Regions from separate parts of the Sus scrofa genome. Here region 2 is linked to region 1. Evidence: chromatin contacts called from public Hi-C data. All regions are on one chromosome and are shown on one strand. Each heading gives the region's core, a stretch centred on a gene start, on an enhancer-like site or on the middle of the called end of the contact. The rest is flanking DNA. Distances are from core to core; before and after follow the strand shown.

Region 1 (6,303 bases), core at 2,190-4,689:
GATTACATATTATTCTTTCTCCTCTTCCTATCTCCACATTGTTGCACTGCTTTATATCACTGTGTTTTCACAAGTTAGAAAAACTCAAAATAGTAATGTATTCCAACAGAGGCTTAACCATGAAAATTCTCTCACGATCTCACACATGCTCTACTAAAGGCTATTCCAACATGCCTGACCCTGGAGAAACCCTGAAATCTGTAAATGTGGCTATCTTCCTCCCAGACTTCTCACTGAAAAGTATTTGGGAACAAAGAGTAAGATTTTTTTTCCTCACTCCTATGGTGTGAAGCACCTCTACCAACAGCTAGTTGCCAATATTCAGGCCACGCAAGAATTGTTCCTACTCAGCTTCATCTACTTTGAAAAATCTCCTGGGCCTCCAAAGCCACTTGGATACTCAACACTACCACGGACACCCACCGTGATGCTCTGTGGATTCAAAGGCAGCTGAGAGATATGGAACTACCCACAGCTTGCAACAAAAAGATCACTGGCGCTGTTCTCACCATCTCTGTAAGTTCTCAAACAACTCACAGCCAACTCCTGAATTAATTAAATAGTGGACTCTCAGCCAGACACCTAAGTTTTTCCATTTTATCCAAAGCTTTTCCTCTATCTTACTGAGTGTTGTCAATTGCACACTACCTGTTACACAACCTGTTCTTTTTTTAAAAAAATAGTTCCTACTGTTGAATAAATTTTTCTTCTCATCACTTTCAGTGGTTCTATCTCCATTTTCATCTCCATTAAAATCCCATTGCCTCCATATACTCTCAGACATGGTGGGATAAACATGAAGAAAGCCAAAAACTTAAGCCCAGTGGGTAAACAGACCATAAGCAACCAGACTGTCAAGTGGGAAATGACTGCTCAGGACAACCAATGCCATTTCTGCTCTAGAGTTCTGCTGTCCAACATATTAGTCACTAGCCATATGAGGCTACCTAAATTCACCAAAATTAAATAAAATTTAAAACTCAGTTCCTAACTCTCACTGGTAACATTTCAACTGCTCTCAATAGCTACATGCTGCTACTGACTGCCATACTAGCACAGAGAGAAAACATTTCCATCACAGCAGAAAGCTCTATTGAACAATACTGATTTGGAGAGCAACTCACTGATTCTATGAAAGTATTCTATGAAAGAGTTCTTAAATACGGAGTTTCTGCATTTACAGATTGTGAGGTCTGATATTCAGAAATATGACCACACTGCCTCTACATGTTCCTGGAAGGTTTTCTTAGTGGTAAGTGGACAAAGCTTTTTGGAGCCCAACATACAGCTTGGCACATAAGTACTTAATATTTGCCAAATGAATGAATGAATAGCATATTAATGTCTATACATCTGTTTCTGCCCTGATATATTTTCGGATGCTCTTGGAAAGCAAAAGGATTTGTTTTCTACATGGAAGACTTTTATAGGGAGAAAGAAGCATCAGCAGATGGCATAGGCAGCTCATGGACCCTCTGGAACCAATAGAAATGAAGCTGATGAAGCTCAAAAACATAAACATCTGCCCAAAAGTAACCTTTTTTTTTTTTAGGGCTGCACCTGGGGCATATGGAAGGAAGTTCCCAGGATAGGGGTCAAATGAGAGCTACAGCTGCCAGCCCAAGCCACAGCCACGTGGGATCCAAACCATGTCTGCAACCTGCACCACAGCTCATGGCAACAGCAGATCCCCAACCCACTGAGTGAGGCCAGGGATGGAACCCACACCCTCAAGGATACTAGCTGGATTCGTTTCCACTTTGCCACAACAGGAACTCCCCAAAAGGAAATCTGATATCCAAGTGGAAAAGTTTCAGACCCAAAGAAACATAATTGCTTCAAACACACCCTAATTATAGCTTTTAGAGACACAGAGGTAAGGTCTGGAGACTGCCCTAGAAGATTACACAGCCTGCTGCCATTTCTCAGTATTTTCCCAATATAATTTTGCTAGAAAATAGTATAATCACAGCGGCAGCATCATCCGATTACACTGCCTGTGCCACTGCCTCTTACACCCAGACGTCCCCATCCCTCAGTGTCTTCTGACTCAATCTATACTATCATGCCTATCAAATAACTTCTTGGAAAGTAAGAACTGTTGAAAAACACAATTCAAAAAAAGCCTGTAAGTGTTCATATGCAGATAAAAGCAGTTCTACTGGCCCTTAACCAATAATCAGACAAAGCCCAAACAAAAGAAACTACAGCTGCTTCTATTTAATTTTTTCTACTTTCCTTGTCCACAGACAGAAGAGCCATAGGAAGAACCAAGCTGTTCTGTTTCTATAATTCACTTTTTCTTAGCCAAGGTCTGGGAACAGAAGGCAAGAGAAACAGGGAGCAGCTGCCACATGATCCTCTTAATGCCCCCAGCTCACTCCCCATTCTCCTATTGTCTCAGACCCCTTTCTCAACAAACTCGGTCCCAGCTCAAGATGAAGAAAAAAGCAAGGAAAAGCAGACTTCTCCGTGTCAATACTTACCATTACAGAAAACTCTAGGTCACTTCTATCAGGTGATGTAACTAGAAGTTAAATAGGTAAGCTTTACATTCTGCTTTATTTTGAATTCCAATTAATTACTTATAACCGTATAGAACTCCCTACATAATCCCCTTAGACATTACATGTGTTTTTGAAAGAAAAAATACACAATTTCCATCTCTTGAGCCAAACAAAAATCCTGGTCCCACTATTTAAGCCAAGAGATATATAAAATAATGGCTGCCGATGAATAAGTCATCCAATTTCAGATTCCAAGACCCAGAGAATCTAAATATGAGAGCCAAACAGCTCAGTTTCGGCAACACACAATGCTAACTTTTGAGCACAGAAGAGCAGAATGATGGTTAAGAACACCAAACGGCCAAGTTTAAATCTCACCTCTGCCACTTATTAGTTGTGTTATTTAACCTCTCTAAACGTAAGAATGGAGATAATGACAGTATCGACCCCGTGGGGTTGTCAGGGAGACTAGAAGTAACCTGTGTTAGAACACACAATAGGGCCCCAATAAATATTAGCCGTGACTGTAACAATGCATCATGCTTTAAAATATCACATAAAATAAGCATTTTCCAAAGGTTAGGTCATAATGTGAAACTTGAAGGAAACTGCTGCTTCCCAGAGAACCCACACAGAGCTACCATGTACGAAAAGAGCCCCAGGCTCAGGTCAAAATGTTCACATTACCACTTACCCTTACCCCAAGAACAAACTTTCCAAAATGTGTACAAATTATTCTGATTCATCTCACTGAGCTATGACCAGAAAAGAGGGAGTTTCAAACTAGATGGTTGTTCACAGTTAAAGACGCCCCAAGAAATGATGGCTAGCAGTGGTCAAGGCCTGGCACTCACCAGGAGGGAGGGGAGAGCGGCTGGTGACTCCCTCACACCACAGGCAAGACAGAAATGCCTGGCCACCTCTGTGCCTACAGTGTCAACAAAGTCCTGCCCACTCGGCACCAGGGCACCGCCGGGGCCCCAGTATGTTGACCTTCTGGGCACAGTGGAAAACAAAGACTGCAGCGGCATATCCTATTTTATATAAATAAGAGAGCTGAAGCAAAGATTCATTATTAATGTTAGGAGTTACACCTTATTTTCAAAGGAAGCATGGAAATTTGGTAAATGGGCCTAAGAATAACGTGTTAACTACATGCTGCAACCTATCCTTTTTCCCACTGTCAACTGCAAGAGGGGTTGACACTGCCATTGTAGCCACTACAACTAACATTAAACCAGAGTGTATGGAAAGAGTCTTTGGAAGATAGTCTTATTGCTGGTTTTTTGGGGTTATTTTTTTTTTTTTTGTCTTTTTTTTTTTTTGCCTTTTCTAGGGCCGCTCCCTCAGCATATGGAGGTTCCCAGGCTAGGGGTCGAATCGGAGCTGTAGCCGCCGACCTATGCCATAGCCACAGCAACGTGGGATCCAAGCCGCGTCTGTGACCTACGCCACAATCACGGCAACGCCAGATCCTTAACCCACCAAGCAAAGCCAGGGATGGAACCCGCAACCTCATGGTTCCCAGTCAGATTCATTAACCACTGAGCCACGATGGGAACTCCAAAAGATGGTTTTATAACTCAGAAGATACACAGAAAAGGTACAAAGGGACACATTCTCAAAAAATAATGTCACTGCTTAATTTTTGCCAGCAAATCTCTGAATCTGCCAACAATATCACAAATCACACAAGCTGCCCAGACAGGGACACTGAACAAAGGCTCTGGGGAATTTCACCTGGATCCTGCCCTTCCCTAAACTAAGGCAGGGAGAGATCTAGAGAAGAGCTAAAACGCAGTACTCAAGGTGGAAATGCCTCCACTCTTAGCAAAGAAAAGGACTTCGGTGCCTAAATTCTGAGAACTGTCAAAGGAGCAGTGACTTGAGGAGAGACTGGAACACCAACTGTTTGCGAGCCTGAGTCACGTGCTCAGGTAAGAGGCCACTGGTCACCTACTGAGCACCAGATTAGGTCTCGGACTGCCTAAACCTCAACCATGTCTGAATCCATTTCTAAAAACTGAGAATGATCTCCTAATCCAGCCCAAGCACAAAGAAATGCTCTTTTCATAATTGCTAAATGACAAATTACCTCAGGTAAACCTCAAACAAACCAGACTGAAGGCCAAAGCACATACATATTTCAACATTCACATGGTTCTTTTTGCCTCAGCATTTCTTAACCAAGACTGAAATTAATCTATTACCACACTGGTGTCTTAGTTTATGAATAATATATAACAGATGACCGAGAATTTCTAAAGAAAAAAGTCACCTCTAAAAAGAGTAATGCCTTGGACATGTTTTTTTTTTTAATGCAATGCCAGGCTAAATCTCACTCATATCTTCCACAGGGTCAGCAAACAAATAAGATAAAAACCAAGGTTTTAGGAGTTCCCGTCGTGGCGCAGTGGTTAACGAATCCGACTAGGAACCATGAGGTTGTGGGTTCGGTCCCTGCCCTTGCTCAGTGGGTTAAGGATCCGGCGTTGCCGTGAGCTGTGGTGTAGGTTGCAGACGCGGCTCGGATCCTGCGTTGCTGTGGCTCTGGCGTAGGCTGGTGGCTACAGCTCCGATTGGACCCCTAGCCTGGGAACCTCCATATGCCGCCGGAGCGGCCCAAAGAAACAGCAAAGACAAAAAAAAAAAAAGAAAAAAAAAAAAAAAAACAAGGTTTTAGAAAGCAAAGAGTTGTTGATGGAAAGTATCTCTGAATTTTCCTTTTTCAGTGAGATAATTTACTGTCATATTATTTTTATTAAATTCCCAAGATTTATTAGCTGAAAAGGATTCCCAAGGTATCTCATTTTTTAAATTGCTACTATTTAATTAAAAGCAAAATTGAACCTCAATACAATGTACACAGTAAAGCATGTATTATTCTTTGGTCACGAATGAACAGTGCCAACAAAACCTTTTTTCAAGCCAACACTCATTGAGATTTGCAAATCAAGCTTCTTACACTCGCATTTTTAAACACAACATTCAACCGTGGAATTTCATCTTAAAATAAGGTTATTTCAGCCTTACAGCTTCAGCCTGGCCCAACTAATGGCCAGGATAAAAGTGCTGAACCGTACACAGAACATACGAACTAAGAGACAGAAGGTCAAGTTGAGAATACATCACTGAATAAGGAGAGCATATACATGTTTAGGCTTGAAACCATAAAATGCTGGGGCTGGAAGGCCCTGAGAGAGCATCTATCTACTCAATCTGCTTATCATACAGAAGTTAAATGATGTGCCCAAGGCAGTGGCAAAAATTCAGCCAGTGACAAAACCTACAAGCCAGGTATCCTACCTACTAGTCTAATTACTTTCCACAGTACCACTCTGCTCCTTTGAGTACCAAAAGTGTATATTAATGAAATATCTGACAAACAAGACAAACTCATAGGTTTATGATCTGATTTGTGCATGAATACATAAAGCTGTAGAACGACATGCATCAAGCCACTAAGAATTGTGTGGGAAGGTGTCCATTTATTTTGCTTTGTTTTGCTGTTTCTGTTGAGCATGTTGCATTTTTAAGTGAAGAGAATTTCATGACTTTTTAGAAGAGTACCTCTTGATCTGGAAATACTCTTGGGAAGGATGGTAAAGTATTTTTTGGAAGAAGCTACCAAGAAAGTGTATTTCCTTTCCTTTAGCAGGGAGCAACCTCCCCCACCCCCCACCCCCCACCCCCCCACACTGACAGCCACCCCAGCCTCCTATTCAAGGTCCAGTTCAACTTCGTTGCAGAGGAGGTCCAGGCCCTTGGGGGTTCCTCCCTCCTCGGGGTTCCTCCA
Region 2 (6,303 bases), core at 2,414-4,913, 73 kb before region 1:
CATTGCCGGATCGATCCTTAACCCACTGAGCGAGGCCAGGATCAAACCTGCATCCTCATAGATACTAGTCAGATTCGTTTCCACTGCATCACGACAGGAACTCCCACAGGAGTATTTTAGATCATACTGTTGATCTAAACAACTTTATGTATAGATTGCATTCAATCACCTCCTAATTGCTAGACACTTTGGCCTTTATTTCCTGGACCCATCTATGGCACATCTCTGCAATTACTCTCTTCTTATTAAACTTCTCTCTTTTGTTTTCCCTCCCAATTATCTTTCTATTCTGATTTTCCATCTACCTCCCTAGCTGATCCTGATGAATTTCTTTTAAACACTGCTCTCTCAGCCTGCCCTTTAAATGTTTTTCTTCTTCAAGGCCCCATTTTCCTGTCTTCTTTCCAGGGTCTGGAAGCATCTGTCTTTCCAGCCCCTGGATGATACATCCAACTTTCAAAGTCTCTTCTCACACCCTCCCGCCCACTGGGTCTCTCCAGGAGTGTGTGCCACAGGTGACTCAAACCCAACACGCCCACCTAACACATCACCATTCTCTTGACACCCCAAACTTGCTCCTCCTTTCAACCTGTCTCTGGTCAAAGGCACCAGCATCCACGCAGCAGACAAAGTGCCTTCCCTTCCCCCCTTCCCACACCCAGTCAGGTGCCTACCGAAGCCCTCACTCTCCACACTGTGCCCTCTTCCCCATCGTCATGAATGCCCCGCCTCCGAGTGCTGCTTCCTGTGGCAGACACACGGGTGGTCTGACCCATTGCCCACCCCTACCCCCACTAAGAGAACCCCCAATTTTTAGCTGGGCGCATGGTTAAAGATTATGTTTCTAGCAGGTACCTCGCAGCCAGTTACATGCTTCATTTAAGCCACAGGTGTGTGTGTGTGTGTGTGGCAGGGGGCACACATGCCTTCCTAACAAGGTACACTGCCTCCTATCTCACCTGTCTACAAATGCAATCCAGTCTCTGCACTGTTTTCAGACTGATTCCCTAAATCCCAAATATAAAGAATCAACCTATCATTTTAAAAAGTCCAATAAAAGACATACTTTTTTTTTGGTCTTTTTGCCATTTCTCGGGTCGCTCCCGTGGCATATGGAGGTTCCCAGGCCAGGAGTCCAGTCGGAACGTAGCCACTGGCCTACGCCAGAGCCACAGCAACGCGGGATCTACACCACAGCTCACGGCAACGCCGGATCATTAACCCACTGAGCAAGGGCAGGGATCGAACCCACAACCCCATGGTTCCTAGTCAGATTCCTTAACCACTGCGCCACGACGGGAACTCCAAAGACATACTCTTTAGTATGGCACCTAACATACTGACAGCCTGGTCCTTGCCTGCCCCATTGACACCAGTTGCTCTGAACAAGCCATGGTTTTCACAGCACCACAGCTTTACCTATGCTTCGTCCACTGCGTGAAGCATCTGTCTTCCCAGACCAGTTCCACCCGAGCCTCGGAAGCTCTGCTCAGATAACCACCTCTCCTAGGAAGCTTTCCTCCCAAAGCTCCCTGTTTTTATTTCTACTACAGCAGGAATCATGTAATGTTAGAAACATCACACTGTTTGTCTGTTTCCCCAGCCAGCCTGCGCAGTGAGACTGTGCTGTATCTCCTACCTCCCAGCCTCGCCACTACAGGTATTGGCTGTTATGTTAAAAAAGTAAATACTCTCAGGAGTGCCTTCACTTGTCTCAAAGGATGTTTTGACCCGATCATCTGATACCTGACAGAAATGAAAACCCAGGCCTCTAGATCCTTTGCCAGGCCCGTTGCTAGTGCATCAGCATTTCTCCACCTGTGCTCCAACAACATCCGTTTAGAGACTATTAATAATGTGAATAACGCATGGGTTTCCAGCCACCCCAGACAACCTTCAGCTCTAACCCACCAAAGCCCCTCAACTCTGAAGGCATCAGCTCAGCCTCACCTCCCTGCCAGCGCCAGCTCACATCTGGGGAGGACTCCCTGCTCCCCAGGTACTTCCACAATCCTCTGAAATCAAGCTAAAGATCATCCTTAATTTTCTCTCTCCCCTTCCCTAAAAAATGAGGTTGTATCTGTCACATCATGTTAGCCCGGCCCCTTTCTTCCTGCCATCTGAGGGCAGGACAGCGGGGCTGTTCCTGTCTCTCTGTCAACGCGCTCAGCTCCTCAGAATGTGAGAAAGGGGGAGGGGGTCTTCCTGGGCTTCTCAGCAGTGTCTGCTCACTGATGACAAGAGGGCCACTGAACTCCAGAGGGAGAGGGAGCTGCCTTTCTCTGCATACTTCACCTCACAGGCCTCAGAAAGCAGCCAGCCTTTCCTGGTCTCTGTGTCTGTCACCTGGCAGGGCCATGGCACCTACCCCTATGAGCAGACTGCTGACTCCCTGAATCCTCTGGGGAGCCCAACCCGAGGTTAGATTTTGGGGTCACACACCAAGGAGCCAGATTGTTTTTTTCAGCTTTATTGAGGTAAAGTGACAAAAAAAAAAATTGTCAGAATTGAAAGTGTACAAGGTGAGGATTTGATACCTATACATTGGGAAGGAAGAACCTGAATTTTTAATAACCATTCCAAGCTTCCATGTCAACACACCCCTGCTAACACGGCAGGGCAGGACGGGGCTGGGTAGTAGGAATCCCCAGACAGGGTTCCCTGTAGCCTGAAGCAGCTGCCTTCATTCACCCCAGCGTGCAACCCGAAAAATATCATTTTCCCAGAATGCCATGAAGTGGGAAAGGTTTGCAGAGTTCCTAGGATTTTCTAGAAAACTACTGAATTAGTATTTCCAGGGGAGGTTCACAATGATCAGTTTCAAAACTTACCCAGGGCAATCTGGTGTGCACCTGTTTAAGAGCCATTGCTCTCAACTCTTTAAGAGCAAAAATACATTTCCACAACAAATATTTTGCAATGCCCCCTTAATTACCCTGAAGTGAAATTCAAAGCTAAAAGTCAAAACAATCCAAGTCAAGATTTACAAAAGGTGTACATTCAATGGTTTACTAAGTATCACACAAAAAGAAATTAAAAAGCTCTTCACGTACTTGCTTACACCTACGTGCAGCCCCACCCTGAAAGCCAGACTCATGCATAGACTGCAAGTGTGCTGAAGTGACAACAGCACAGCCATTACCTTTTTGGGACATGATATTTTGGAACTGTAAACAATTTCTAGTAGATTTCCAAACAAAATGAAGTAAAATCTTCTTTTGATTCACATGGAAGTGATAGCCCTAAACAATTCACTGATATTTAAAACCGTGTAGAAAAACATATTGTTGACACATTCCAAGTCCAGAGTGTTAGAAAGGAGTTTTCCCTGTAAGAACGTGCACCAGGACACTCAGGATCGTGAGCACATGGGACAACGCCCCTCCTGCAGCCCCACCAAGCACCACAGGACGCCCTGCTTCCCAGGCACTTGCCCATTAAAGGCCAGGAACTGGGCCTCACTCCCAATCACCAGGCCTCACCCCCCAATCACTGTAACAATTAAAAACATCCTCACAGGTTGCCAAAAACAACCATTCCACCTCCCCAAGCAGAGCAGAGACACTTGTATCAGGCTGCAATACCATTTTCCCTCGTGCTCATTACAATCTCTCCAGAATCTCTGCCTCATTCCACCACTCAATAATGCTTTCCAAAGCAAATATTTACATGAGTATTCAGAAAACAGAAACTGCTGATGAAATTCTACATGAATGGACAAACACCACAGGTAGAGGAAACCTCATAAACTCCTGAAAAACTAACACATGCTACTTTTTTTTATAAGCAAATCATGTTTTCCTATCACCATTACAATTTTAATTTGAGATGTCCTCTCACTTTTCTGATTATCTTCACTTGGGAGTGGCTCTGAATGTCGGTAAAATACATCAAACTACAGTTCGTATGTACTGAAGGTCCCTACAATGAATCTTGTTAGTGTTAAAACAGTTTACAAACAGCTCCCGTCATTACCTTTTTAACTACAGTAGTTCTTAAGCCTATATGTGCATCATAGTCATCCTCTGGGGAGCCGCTTAGGAACTGGGAGTTGCTTGGGTCCCTCTCCCACAGACTCTGACTGCAGAAGCCTGGAGAAGGCTGGGCCCACAAGTCTTTATTCTTCCAAAAAGTTGGCAGGTGGTTCTCATGCCAGCAGGGGCAGATCCAGTTCTGTGGCTCCTAAAACTTAACAAAATTGGGGATGCTCTATTTAAGAGAAAGAAGGAAAAAACACGGGCCTCTTGAAGCCTTGGAGACATCCATGCATTAACTTCACAGTATGTTCCCCCTCTGGATGCTAGTCAGGGTTGCAAAGCAGGACATGACGAGAACCACTAATGGAAAACATGATGAAGTAACAAGCCACACAGTAACTAGTATGGCACAGACCCTGGGCCCCAAAGAAAGGCCTACAAGCTTCAGGAGGTAACAGGTAAAGCGGGAGACAAGGTGCAGACTGGAAAAGCTCAGTTCTAAAGGGGCCACTGTTCCCCAGGGCCAGCAGCAACACCCACTTGGCAGTGCACCCCAGGTTTTCCAACAGAAGCTTGAAGTCTGGATTTTTAAATGGAATCTCCCAATTTTTTAAAGTTAGCTCGATTTTTCATTAAACATTGGCTAAGCCAAAAAAAACATGAGTGAAAGCTGCCAGTATATGAGCTCTCCTTTACAAAATAAAAGGAAACTTAAGCTTGGATGGTTGATCTAAGAAAGACTAAAAAAACAAAAAAAAGAAAAGAAAGAAAGAAAGGTAAAGGGAAGCCCTGCTGAAAGTATACTTTCTAAAGGGGTCCCTACCCCTTCTCAATGAAAACTTTTGTTCACAAATTTACTCTAAACATTCTCATAGCTCTCACAGGGTTCCGTAATCAAGAAAGGCTAGCTCTGCACATAAAAAGAGGAAAATCTTAAATGAATCCTCAGTAGCTAGTAAGTACATTTTAAAAGTCTGACCTCAACTACATTTGGTGCTGCAAGTTTCTGGAGATAAAACCTCTCCATTCTGATTGAGATGCACTGTTCCAATGCTGTTCCAAAGCTGATCTGATTTCACTCTCAAAAAAAAGTCAAATCCTGCTCCACAGTTTTCATTAGCTGCTTTAAGCACACGCGGGTGCGCACACATGCGCACGCACACACACACACACACACACACACACACACACTGAATATTAGTTCCAAAAAATTGATCTCCTGGGCAAAATTAAAATCTTTATATGGAGTACAATAAACTTTCGGCTTGCCCTCCAGATTGATGTTTGCAACAATCCTTAGCTTCTCAGTATCTAAAACACCAGGCAGATTCAGGGAAGTAGCTGAAGCTCCAGAATAGGGTGCAGATATGCGGACCAAGGCAGGGTAAGAGGGAGGCACGATTTAGCAGTGTACCAAAAACCCTAGCCAAGGAAAAAGTCAGGCCCCACGGCCAGGCCCAAGCAGACCACTAAATATTACTGCCTATTAAGAGGACAGTTGGCCAGTTTCATGTGGTCTAGCCATACACTTGTATATCATACCGTAAAATCATTTCCTGCTTTCCATAAGGCGTAGGAGGGAGGCTGGGAAGTGGGAAGGAAGGAGGAACCTAAATAAAATGTGCCAAAGATAGAGGACTTACTAAAGGACTAGACATAGAATTATAAACACATTTGTGTCTGTGGTGGAGACAAGAAAATAGCTCAACAGAAGACCCTGAATTAGTGGATTTGTCATTTGTTACTTTGCTTCATAAGTCTGTGGTTTTCTATACCAGCCTACATTTTCCCTAAAGCAATGCTTCCTAGCATTCCTGGGTCCTGAGGCCAGATGCAAAGATGAGGGTAGGGGTGAGCAGGGTTAGGCGGCAACGCTATTTCCTTGCACCTTGCTCCCGGGAATCCTGTGTGTACAGTGAGGGGTCCACTCGGATCCGTAAGATGCTCTACCTTTACTCAACACTATCAGTAGAATTATTCAGCTTCTTCACACAATAAGCAAAAATAAAACAACTCTAAATGGCTCACAGACTAAATGTAAGAGTTAGAAGCATAAAACTTAGAAGGAAATCAGGAAGTAAAGCTTCTTCACCTTGGATTAGACAATAGATACCAAAAGCATAAGCAACAAAATAAGAAACAGAGAAATTAAACTTGATCAAAATTCAAAATTGTTGTGCTATAAATGACACTACCAAGAAATGAAGACAACCCACACAATGAAAGTATTTCCAAATAATATATCTGGAGTTTCCGTTGTGGCTCAGCAGTTACAAACCCAACTAGTATCCATGAGGATGCAGGTTCAATCCCTGGCCTCACTCAG

What was found. A called contact is a pair of places that touch in the nucleus more often than the background predicts.
Region 2: a Hi-C map of liver shows a contact between it and region 1, with 3 times the contacts expected there. The contact joins two enhancer-like sites. A contact is called at or near these places in 13 of 47 Hi-C or Micro-C datasets (alveolar macrophages, embryonic fibroblasts, epiblast stem cells and 6 more) and 1 of 2 datasets of contacts at active chromatin or transcription factors (skeletal muscle).

The regions. Positions count from the first base shown.
Region 1 is chr17:12,826,222-12,832,524 of Sscrofa11.1, reverse strand. All of the region lies in intron 3 of PSD3 (PH and SEC7 domain-containing protein 3), which reads right to left. Among named protein-coding and RNA genes, the nearest start is that of PSD3, 180 kb to the right of the region's middle. Within about 2 kb of position 3,439, at least 1 of the 83 cell types and tissues checked has an H3K27ac peak or open chromatin away from gene starts, as enhancers often do. A contact at or near this core is called in liver, where this site is marked.
Region 2 is chr17:12,899,316-12,905,618 of Sscrofa11.1, reverse strand. The region is part of intron 4 of PSD3 (PH and SEC7 domain-containing protein 3); the gene reads right to left. Among named protein-coding and RNA genes, the nearest start is that of PSD3, 260 kb to the right of the region's middle. Within about 2 kb of position 3,663, at least 3 of the 83 cell types and tissues checked have an H3K27ac peak or open chromatin away from gene starts, as enhancers often do. A contact at or near this core is called in liver, where this site is marked.